2 separate regions of the Mus musculus genome follow, and region 2 is linked to region 1. Evidence: chromatin contacts called from public promoter capture Hi-C data. All regions are on one chromosome and are shown on one strand. The core of a region is the stretch at or near the end of the contact, and the rest is flanking DNA. Distances in the headings are between cores, read along the strand shown.

Evidence for each region. Promoter capture Hi-C pulls out the DNA fragments that hold promoters and counts their contacts.
Region 2: a promoter capture Hi-C map of cranial neural crest shows a contact between it and region 1. The contact joins two enhancer-like sites. A contact is called at or near these places in 4 of 39 promoter capture datasets (cranial neural crest, hippocampal neurons, pre-B cells and 1 more), 1 of 15 datasets of contacts at CTCF or cohesin (large pre-B cells) and 2 of 484 Hi-C or Micro-C datasets (the Ba/F3 cell line and myocytes).

Annotation. Positions count from the first base shown.
Region 1 is chr4:86,928,989-86,934,883 of GRCm38.p6, forward strand. It overlaps a transcript of Acer2 not described here. Among named protein-coding and RNA genes, the nearest start is that of Acer2, 58 kb to the left of the region's middle. Within about 2 kb of position 2,188, at least 115 of the 459 cell types and tissues checked have an H3K27ac peak or open chromatin away from gene starts, as enhancers often do.
Region 2 is chr4:88,334,397-88,340,291 of GRCm38.p6, forward strand. It overlaps Focad (focadhesin), which reads left to right. Exons shown (of 44, transcript NM_001081184.1): 24 at 1,772-1,816; 25 at 4,789-4,897. Among named protein-coding and RNA genes, the nearest start is that of Hacd4, 100 kb to the right of the region's middle. Within about 2 kb of position 2,860, at least 24 of the 459 cell types and tissues checked have an H3K27ac peak or open chromatin away from gene starts, as enhancers often do.

The DNA of each region.
Region 1 (5,895 bases), core at 938-3,437:
ACATGCTGACTTTCACAGCCTGAATAGCATTTCCATCATGGAGTCAGTTATGCTAAGGTCTGGGGCCCTGTAATGATATGACTGACCATGGCCTGTAACACAGATTCAGGTTACCTGACTGACTGTGGTCTAGAGCACAGCATGCTGCCAACTAGCACACCCTCTGTGTGCCTGGGCCCACAGACACTTGTCATTTTAGTCAGGAAGCAAGTGAGCATGTGAGAAGGTGTGCTCTCGGGATGAGGTGATGCCTCCGTGGCAGTGGCTGGATGTGGGCAAGCTTTCCAATAAGCTGAAACTACAGCGTGCCCTGAGACCTACCTAACCTGGAAGAGCAGTGGGGAGCGATGTGAGCAAGAGTAGTCTGGCACCTCCAGACAACCCAGGCTCAGTCAGGATAACATCCCTACTGCTCCAAGGTCATTCCCCAGAAACTCTCACTGTGAGTTTCCCCAGTATCAGCCTGACTCTCTAGAATGGTGTCTGTGACCTTCCTGTACTTTCATAGAAGTTTCTCTTCCTACCATGGACGTGTCCTTCTGTTTGTCTTTGTAACTGGAGAGGAGGAGACTGTGGGTCCTTAAGTTTCTACAATCTAGCGACACAGAGTGACACTTGCCTGCCTCCTGAATTTGGGAGTGAGAGGTTCCAGGTGCTGGCTCACCTCACAAAAGGACTCTGAATGTGGGGCACCTGTTCTACTTCCCTGAGTCCATACACAACACCAACAGCCTGGTCAGTTTCTGTTCTAGAGATGGGAAACCTGTTAACTGTGCCCATCAAGGTAGAACAGGATGGGCCAGGCAGGGCTGGCCGCCAGCCACTGTAATGGCCTCTGAGGGTCAAGATCACCCATGAAAGCAGTGGGAAGAGGGGAGAGTTCTGCTCTGCTTGCCAAGCTGTGTCCTCGGTACTGGGAATGGTATGGAGAACCGAACAAGCATGTGACAGTCCCATGGGATAATTAGATTTGGTGGCCAATCCAGTGGCCTTAAAACCATCCTAATCCTGTCTCCCAAAGTTGCCTCCCCTCAGCCCAAATCAGGTTCCTCATTCCCACCAAGCATTTCTTCTTTGTCTGAAGTTTGAAGGGAAAGGGAGAAGGGAGGGGTGCCTTGTCTTACCTCCAGGGCCCGGCACAGCTTGGCATGCGTCCACATGGCGTGTTTGGGGAGATAGATCTCAAACACAGAGCATCATCTGGAGAAGTTCTAGCCAAACTTGTGTCAACCTGGCCCTTTGTCCCTCTGTGCAGCACCTCTGCTGCTGAAGTGTGACAAGGTGACAGGGCCACGAAAGTTCCTACTTTCTCTTCAAGCGAAAGAAAGCCGATGGAATAAAAGCACTTATGATGCCCAGACAACCATTGCCCGGGCTCTAGGCTTGCAAGATCCTCTCTCTGTGACTTTGGCAGGTTCTGTCATCTGTTTGAGCCCCTGAAATGGGGCTGGTGTCTCTGAAGAGGGGACTGTTCCTTTGTGTCACTGGCTTCACTGCATGTCCCAGGCTGGTCTGGAATTCACTGTGTTCCTGACTGGCCTCAGATTCTTTTTTTTTTTTTTTTTTTTAAAGATTTATTTATTTATTTACTTATTTATTTATTTAATGTATGTGATTGTTGGTATCAGGACCTTTGAAACCTGTGACGTCACATAGGCGGGACCTGTAGACTTGTTGCCAAGACAACAGCCACCATATTCCCAGAATCCACTTGGCTCACCTCCCACCTTTACCTGTGTTAGGTAAACATATATAAAGAAAGGCTCAGTTCTGGTAGGCGCCAGCCCCGGTCCCCGGAGGACTCTCCACGCCCGCCTCAGGTGCCCTAGTACACCCAGGATCTTGAGATTACTGGTGAGTGAAACACAACATCTGTTCCAAAAACCCCGGAGGGTCTTGTGCCAGCAGGAACAGGGACAAAGGAAACCCGCCCGACCAGCGGCTGGGGTTCGTTCATTCGGCGCCAGTCCTGCGCCATCTTGGGCGCGAACTCGGCGGGCCCTAGCACACCAAGGATCTTGGGATCACTGGTGAAGTGGAGCACAACATCTGTTCCAAAAACCCCGGAGGGTCTTGTGCCAGCAGGAACAGGCACAAAGGAAACCCGCCTGACCAGCGGCTGGGGTTCGTTCCCATCGGCGCCAGCCCTAAGCCATCTCGGGCGCAAACTCGGCGGGCCCTAGCACACCCAGTATCTTGGGATCACTGAGACCAGTCTATGCAGGAAAGCACGTGGGCGGCAGAAGTAACAGAGCTTCTTGGACAGGGTCCCTTCGGGCCTTCATCCTCAGCCAGGAGGCAGAGCTGAGACTCAACCCCTTGGCACCTTCCCTGCCAGAGGAGAGTTGGCCTCCAGGGAGGGCTCTAACCCTGGGACTCAGGACGTGGATCTGAGCTCCAGATCTGTGCACCTTCCCTGCAGGGGGAGGGCTTGCTTGCAGAGAGTGCTCTGACCACTGGGACTCCGGTGAGAGTTGGACTCCCAGTGATAGAACTTAGTGGGGAAACCTCCACTCAACTCCCGATTCGGTGTGCACACAAAAAAATCACGAAGGACCATCATCTTGATGTAAATACATGAGGACGTTTAATTACAGAGCTCTTGACCGACATGCATTCCACACAGGAGATAATGGATGTCGGCCACGAGGCTCGAAAGCTAGGGGGTTTTATGGGGTAAGGGGCTTAGGGGTGTGGAATTCAGCATAACGACACACTATTGGCTTATTCAAACATTAACAGAAAGATTACAGAGCATCAGGGCTTTGTTTCTGTGGGCTGGGGGCTTATCTTTGTTCACATAGCAACCAGTTGATGTATGACTTTACCTGGCGTCAAGGGGCAATAGACAGAGGGGAGGTTCCCGCCAGGTGGTGCCGACCCAGACAAGATAGCCCTGCTTGTACAATTAAGCTGTTCTTAGGACTGTCTTAACAACAGCCCTGTCTGTTCTGCTTTGTTCTCGGCCCCCGGCTGCCGGGGGTTCAAGGACAACTTTTTTTACATGAATCACAAGATACAAAATCTCATTTTCTTTCACCAGGAGTGCTGACAGAGGCTAACAGAATCACAGGAGGAACAAACTCCAGCCAGAGACAGCTCGAACATCTAACACCAGAGACTACCAGATGGCGAAAGGCAAACGTAAGAATCTTACTAACAGAAATCAAGACCACTCGGCATCATCAGAACCCAGTATGCCCACCACAGCGAGTCCTGGATACCCCAACACACCCGAAAAGCTAGACTCGGATTTAAAAGCATATTTCATGATGATGTTAGAGGATATCAAGAAGGACTTTAATAACTCACTTCAAGAAATACAGGAGAACACTGCTAAACAGGTAGAAGAACTTAAAAAGGAAGCACAAAAATCCCTTAAAGAATTGCAGGAAAACCCAACCAAACAGGTGATGGAATTGAACAAAACTATCCAAGACCTAAAAAGGGAAGTAGAGAATCTCAGGTGCAGAAGATTCCATAAAAAACATGGACACAACAATCAAAGAAAATAAAGGCTCCCCTGGTCTCCCTCATCTTCCCCTCCCTCTCTCCTCTTCCCCTCCCCCCTACTTCTCTTTCCACAGTCACCTTGCCCCACTCTCTCCCAATAAACCTCACATGGAACTGTTTGGCTTGGTGTGGTTCAAGATCATAACAGAGAGTACACCACTGCTCTCTCAGACACACCCGAAGAGGGTATCAGACCCCATTACAGATGGTTGTGAGCCACCACATGGTTGCTGGGAATTGAACTCAGGATCTCTGGAAGAGCAGTCAGTGCTCTTAACCGCTGAGCCATCTCTCCAGCCCTGGCCTCAGATTCCTGGTCTCTCTGCTTTGGCTCCCCAGTCTTCAGATTATAGGCCTCCATTCCCAGCTAGAAGCTAATTATATCTGACGTTGGAGGGCACTGACCAGTGGGCAGAGAAGCCTACTGTGAGGTTCGAAGTAGGAAGACTCCAAGGAGCCTTACTTAGATTAGATCCCACCCTGGAGCGATTCACTTGGTCCTTTCGCAGGGGGCTGGGTCAAGTGAAGATGGAAAACCAGGGTGCCCTGGTTTAGAGCAATTCGTGAGGCCTGGTTCCTTTCATAGCCGAGGCTTAGGCTAAGGGCATCAGGAACCCTAACCCCTTTCCTCTTGCCTTGGGATCTCTTTCCAGGGGGACCCCAAAGACTCCTTGGACTAAGTCAGAGAGGTCTGACTGTATACTGCGGCCGTTGGCCACCAGGTGTCACTAGTGGCTCTGCAGTCCAGGGATGGAGATGGCAGGTACCCTGTGGGAGCTGGGAACCCCTGGAGGGAGTCACTCCTGCCGGGTGGGATGTGGACTAGGACAATGTTAGGGACACCCAGCAAGTGTTCTGTACGGAGTGTGTGAGGAAAGCATGATGTGGCTCTGAGCCATCTGCCCCATGGCTTTCTGCCTTGGGTTATCCTAAGAGCTTCACCTCCCTCCTGCTTGCTCAAGAAGGGACTTTGGAACTCCTGCCCCAGTGGGCCTCCAGAGTGATCCCCCGGGGTAAGGAAATTGGTTTCAGTGCCTAGTCCAAAATCTGAATGCTTATTTTTCTCTGAGTCACTCATGGTCACCTGTGAGTGAAAATCTCAAAGGAGAGGTGAGAGAAAGCCCCTTCTTGGTCCTGCTTCGAGTGTGGCCCAGGTGGGTTGTCTGAGCCTGGCCCCAGGGTCTGTACTACAGAAAAACCTGGCCACACATTTTACAACTTTTGATTCTTGCTTCCAAAATGATATTTTAATTTCCTAATCCCTGAACGAACAGTAGGGTCTCACAGAGCCACTAGTTTGGATACACGTTTGAGACCTATAGATGTACGGATGGAGATCTGGGCCTTCTCAAGGGGACAGTCAGCCATTTTTACCACATCCTCAGTTTTCTGGAGCCAAGAGAGACAAGGGTGAATTGCAGTCAGCCCTTCTTAGGTTGGGTCTCCTCACATGTAAAATTAGGGCAGCTTTCATTAATACATGATCATTAATTTTACATCTGCTTGGCTGGACCAAGCATGTCAATGGACAGACATGATTGAAGGTATTTTTGAGAGGGGAGGATATGTTTGGCTGGCAGACTTTGAAAAGAGCTCGTCCTTGGGTTATTGTGGAAGTGACTTCACCCATCAACCAAGGCTCAAATAGAAAAAAGCCTGTCTTCATCAGAGCAAGAGAAACTTCCTCTCTCTTACACGGCTGGCAGACATCAGCTACACTGAGGCTTCTCTTCCTCACTGAAGAATATCAGTTGTCCAGGATTCCAGCCCTTAGCTGTAAGTGGAACCACATAGCCTTGACTCTTGTGTCTCTGGCGTATCCTACTCCTGCAGATTCTAGACTTACCAGTTTACATAATTATGTGAAATGTCTTCTATAACAAATCTCTTTCCACCTCATAAAACATCATGTGGGTTCTGTTTCTCTGGAGACCCCTTGCTATCCAGGAGTATTAACTGGAAGTAAAATATTAAACGAAAGCACTGAAAGGTGTTTTCTGTTTGATTTTTGTATCCAACTTGTCAGCTCTCTCACTCAAGCATTAAAAAGATGCCTACATCCGTAGATTAAATACCTTAGAGATCACCTCCGAGGCACCAAAATCTGATAGTATCACATTAGGAAAAGAACCCTCCTGGAGAAGTTTGACCAAGAGCAAGCCCAAGTTAGTTTTCCACTTTTTCACCCCATGCCCCACCCCTTGTCTTAAATTTGTAGTTTCTGGCTTGTCTGTAATCTGTTGTGTATCTGTCTATGCCTGTATGACATATGACTATCTGTTTCTCTATGTCCCCAATAAAAGGACTTTGTTTCGCATTTATTAAATGGGATAGAAAGTATGTGGGGGAAGGATTTTTACAGAAATCTTCACAGAGTTTTAC
Region 2 (5,895 bases), core at 1,610-4,109, 1.4 Mb after region 1:
TTTGCTGCATAAGAGTAGTAGTAGTGTAAGTAGCAACTGGAGGCCTTTTCTTCTCTTAAAAGCATAAATATCACAACATCTTCCCTTGCTAAAGAGCAATTGATACAAGAAGGGAAAACTGGTAACGCAGCAGAATGGTGAACCACCAGGCTCTGTTGTGACTATGCATGCCTGTTAATAGACAGCCCTCCGGTTTGTTACTATTACACACTGGACAGTAGAAGATTACAGCAAGTGTAGACAATATGTAGATAAAGTTGTCATTGAAGTACTTCTTAAAATATGCTTGTGGTCTATAAGAGAAATTTGCAAGAATGTGAAAAGCTTGGCTCTTACGGATGACTTATTCTCAGGAATGCTGACTCACTAAGAATTTATTATATGTCACATGCAAATATTTATGAATATAAAATTTTATATGAGCAATAAAGCTCGAGGGACTGAGCCTCGAGATGTCTCAGTGGTTCAGAGCACTTTCTGCTCTTACAGAGGACCCAAGTTTGCTTCCCAGCTTATAGACACTTAAACTTCTACTTTGATGGGATCCAGTGCCCTATTCTGGCCTCTGTGGTCACCTGCACACATGTGGCACACATATACACACTTAAACATTCATACACATACATCTTCCCCTTTCTTTCCCCCTCCCTCTCTCTGTCACACACACACACACACACACACACACACACACACGCACACACACACATGCACACACACACATGCACTCATACATAATAAAAATGATTATTTAAAGAATTTTAAAAATGTAAATCTGACACAGCGCTGTCTACTGTACCTCAGAATTTCTTTGTTGGAAAAGATGTTATAGTCTAAGCATACCTGCCTTCCTACCCATAGGTATAATTATCTTCTTTTGGCTTTGGTATAATTGTACAACCAAAATTTGAAGTTGTATTTTATATATACGCACAATGATTTCTGTATATAAAATTTGTATACTATAAATTGGTATTTTGGTGAACTCTCCTGCAAAGAGGGGAGAGCAGTGTCTCTTAGGGCTGGCATAACAGAGATGCCATGGGCTGGGTGGCCTCAACAACTTCTCACAGCTCTACAGTTTGGGAACCAGCATGTCTGGCAAGTCCTCATATCCTGTGTATCCTCACGTTGGGGAAGGCATGGGGAAACTTCCTCATGCCTGCTCCTATGTGGGCACTAAGCCTATCTGTGAAGGCTCTACCTCCAATTAGTGTCATGTTGGGTATATTCAACATAGGCTCAGAGGAAGGTAACATCCTTCAAGGATGTCAAACAAAGGATGCCTATGCATTCACCACTCCACTGGGATGGCATTGACACGGCACCACCTGTCTATCCTTCTGGGTTACATTTCCTCCTTACCTGTCTCCGCTAAGAGAGCCTACAAAATGGAAGGCCAAGCTGACTCTGACAAAGCTATTACCAATGCCCTTTCCCCAACCCACCTTTGCACATGTACTTTTAAGATCCAGAGGCATTGCTGGAAGTTTTAAAATTAACTTTCTTGCATTGATTCTTTATTTGTGTGTCAGGGCTTATGAGCGTGCATGTGGCATGGTGTGCAAGTGGAAGTAAGGGGGAAGCTTGTAGGAACGTGATTGTCTTCCTTGCACCACGTGGTTCCCGGGGATCAAACATAGGTCATCAGGTGCCTTCATCTGCTGAGCCATATGACTGGCCTTCTGGAAGTTCTTATAAACTGATGAATAAGACTGTAGGTGTACTCCATTGTATCACATAAGCTCATATCTATTTTCCATCTTTATTGCAGGGTCAGAGACATGCTGACAGATGAGATCACCAAGACAGCTGCAAAGTAAGTCGTTTAGTCTCCTACCCAGTCTAGCAATAAACTTCCTGACAGGTACACACACTTTCTCCTTCTGCAGCATTTCATAATGTTAAGAACTATAATATGTTTTCTTGGTTATTTTTATAGAAAACCATTGTTACCCCTGTTAACTATATTAATTCTTGCCACATGCCTTTTTATGCAAACACAGAGAGACTGGTACAAATACTTAGCTTTTTATCGAAATGCTCAACCTGAACCCTTAATAAAATGACATGTGTTTTGGCTTAAACTTAAAGGATTATAATTTAGTTTGAGGAGGAAAAATGAATTCTTGAGAATGTGAGTTACAATGGCTCTACAAATAGATTATTAAATCTCAGTTGCAATGCAGCAGGCAAAGTGGGGCCTCTTTTTACATTTCCTGGTTGCCATGGGCTCCAGTGGATCTAAAAATTGGTCTCTAATTAGCAATTACTCTGACCTTGGATAAACCTCCTCAGCTCTATGACAAACTTTCAAAAAATGAAATCTATATATACAACACTAATACGCAGATTCAGTGAACAGCAATGCCAGTCATGGCCCTGTGGTGGTTTTAACAAAAATTACTTGAGTGTTCCTTCCTCCAGGCTTTTTATTTACCTTAAGCCAAAGCTCACTAAAGAAATTACACCCTAATGAACTTACTTGCTGGAGCAACCTCTTCAGGCTCTTCTGCTAACGAGCTGACTAATTGTTCCTGGCAGCAGAGATGCAGTCCGTTGCTTTCATATCTCCTTTCCACCATCACCTTCTGCTGCTGTGTTGCAAGACTCACTCTCTTAGTCTCCAAGTGGCACAGGCACATCCTTGCCCTGGGATTTTATAAGTACTAAAGCCCATATCCTACAGAAGTATTTAAGTGCAATATAATGTATCCTGGTCATATCCTGGGACATTGTGTAGCTAAAAAGATTTGGCATTAGGGACAGTGGAAACAAACAGCCACATAATTGTTGATCTGAGCCCATGTTTATTATTACCCCCCTCTCCCACTGGTAAAAACTGGTGGTCTTCCTGTCTCCACTGCTGGGATGGACATGGGGAAATATAGTTTGACAAAACAGAGACTGCAGTGCAGAAAGTATACCATAGGAACGCATGTGTTCTACTTCACAGGGGAAGGTGGGCTGGCTTGGAAATTTTTATTTCATAGTTTGTTCTTGTGAGATGTTCTTATGTCCAGTAAAAATAGGACATCTGGAGCAAAAAAGCTTGGATGATTAAGAAACCAGCAAGCTTATGTGCAGGCAAAGTGTAATTTTGCTTCTGAAGTCACCTTTATACTTCCTGTTCTTAAAGCTTATTGCAACATGCCTTTTCTCTATAGATTGGCAAGGCATCATGTTTCGACTAGTACCCAAGGTCAATGTGTTTACATTCTCAGGGGTGTGCAGTAAAACGATTCAAGTTCTTATGGGATTACTACTTTTTTTTTTTAAATCAAAACCTAAGAAGTGTAAACTGTGGCAGGAAATAAACAGGATCTATGTAGGCTCCAGAGGCTGATTGACCTTGGTAGAGCAGGGGAAATGGCGACCACTTTCTGTTTGCTTCTTTCCAGTGGCTTCCCTCACTGAGCCAGAGCTCTTACTCCTGCATTTTTGACAGCTTACCTTTTTGTACTTGGAGTTTGGCTGCCATGGCTGCCTGAGGCCAGGGCCTGTTTTGTCCACTCACAAGTTAAATGCAGGAAGTTACACTGCAGTCACAGAGCTACTGAGAGTCAGGGTTATAACTAAGGAAGAAGCAGAACACGGATAAGCCCGGGTGACTGATGGCAATTTGTTTTCATTGTTATTAATTAAATGGATTTGAACCCGAAGACAAAAATCCCCAAATGATTGGGTCACTTTGCTGATATGTAATGTGATACTTTGTCCCTCAGACAGCATCCCTGAAGCTCATCCTTCCTTGGGCTTTTTAATTAGGTTAATGACATCAGTTTGTTCCAAAGGACAATTTAATTAAAATGTCAGTGGTGTTGCTTAGATAAAGACTGCTCTGATGCTGACATGTTATTATGCAAATTAGTCCCAGCTGTTTGACTGGTAGGGGATAGTTATTTGAGTTTGTGCTGCTCAGTTGTAGATGCTTCACCAGCCAGCTCCTCCTCGAATACGTCTTGCTAAGTATGCAGTGTGCCCTGTCAACCATACGCTGCTGCTCCAGGCGTGGAGCAGGTTTGAGACGAGCAAGCTGGAACTGGTGCCTTTGCCAAATGTGGAACCTGAGCCATGGATGCTTTGTGTAGAATGGAGCAATTGTGTTTTATCTGGAGATTAGTGTCCAGATAAAATTTAACCTACATCCAAAGATCTAATTGCCAGTGGCCTTAAATACATTTTTCTTCATTTCCCCCAGAGTACATATTCAGGAGTGTCAAGATGGGTGAAAGAAAATGATTTGGAGCAAAGTGACCCAATCATTTGGGGATTTTACTCCTTGAGGTCTGAAGAAATGGCTCCCCCTGAGGTTACAGATTACAAAGCACTTTTTAACTAATAATAAACTACCATGAAGCAAGCTAGGACTTGGGCCATAAAAATCATTTAACAAAAGCAAAACTAAATAGTTTGCTTGTAATACAGGCTGAGTAACATTGTTCAAAACTTTGCAGGTTTTCTAGCATTCTGAGTTTTTAGATTAAGGTCATACCAGTAGTCCCAAATTTGAAAAATGCCAAAATTTGATACCAGTCTCTATGAATCTGCGGGGGCCATTTCCATTCAGAACACCACAGCCACCATGTGGCTGGAACTAAACCCAGGACCTGTGAAAGAGCGAGTGCTCTAACCACTGAGCCATATTTCTAGCCCTCCATCCCCACATCTTCCTTCTTGTTTGATCTAGCTTTGTGCTGGAGCAAAGGTGCTTTTCTACCTTGTCTGCTCTCCCATGATCACGCCTCTCTCTTGGTCTTCTAAGTCCTCTTTTGGAATCTTTTAACATAGAGAGAGTCCGGTGGTGAAAGCCAATGCCCTGTTAGCCTTAAGCAGCCTGGCCGTTGTGGTGTCCAAGCATGAAGCCAGCCTTTGCTCAGACTCCGATGGCGTCCTAGAGGTGAGTTGGGAGGACTTAGTGCATGTGGGCTTTGGTTACATCCCTTTAGTCGTTATTTAGGTGGCCTGTACCTAGGTTTGCAAGGTTAAATTCTGTGACTGCATCATCAGACTCTGCTCCGTGGTGAGCCCTTACTGTCTTCTCCTCTCTTCCTGACTTGATGCTATGTTTTCCTCACTGTAGTTAAGTGGCCATTTCCCTTTGAAAGTGACAGTTTTATGAAAGGAAGGCTTTCTTTCTGTGATTACATCTCTAGTAAACAGTCTTAGAAGGTTAACCAGGCTCACTGAAAGTGAACAATACTGTCAAACAATGATAAATAAGCTGTGTTTACACACTGAAACACTCACACTTTGCATTTTAATTGTAGATGTCAATGATAAAGTGCCTATTCATTTTTGCAAGGCATTTATTTCTTAATTAAACATCTTACAGGCTGGCCAATATTCATTTCCAATGTAGTTTTTTAGATAACTCATAGCTGTCAAAATAAAAAGATGTGGATTTGTTCTTGATTTAAGTTCTTTTGTCTGTTAGCTGTCATTAGCCAGATATGATGTGGCCCGAGTAGTTAAAGAAACATAACAAAACATAGGCTTCTGAATAACAGAGTCCTATATTTAAATTTCATTACTTTGACTTATTAGCTACACAGCCTATGTGTAGTGATTTCCATGTTTGGAAACTGTTTGTTTCCCCCTCTATAATATGGAATGGCAGTATTTCCCAGATAATTTTAACAATTGAATGAATTCGCGCGCGCACACACACACATACAGATAATCTCACAATAGCAGGTAACTGGTAAGCTCTCAATAACAATAACCATCATTAACATTACTGCCTCTGTCCTAGAAGAGTGTTCCATGAGCCATTTGTACTCTCTTTTGTTCTGTCTTCATTGGGTTTGTTTGGGTTTTAAAGTAAGGTCTCCTTATATGGCCCAGGCTGCCTCCAGCTCACTGTCCTGTTTCATCTTATAGCTGTTATTCCCATAC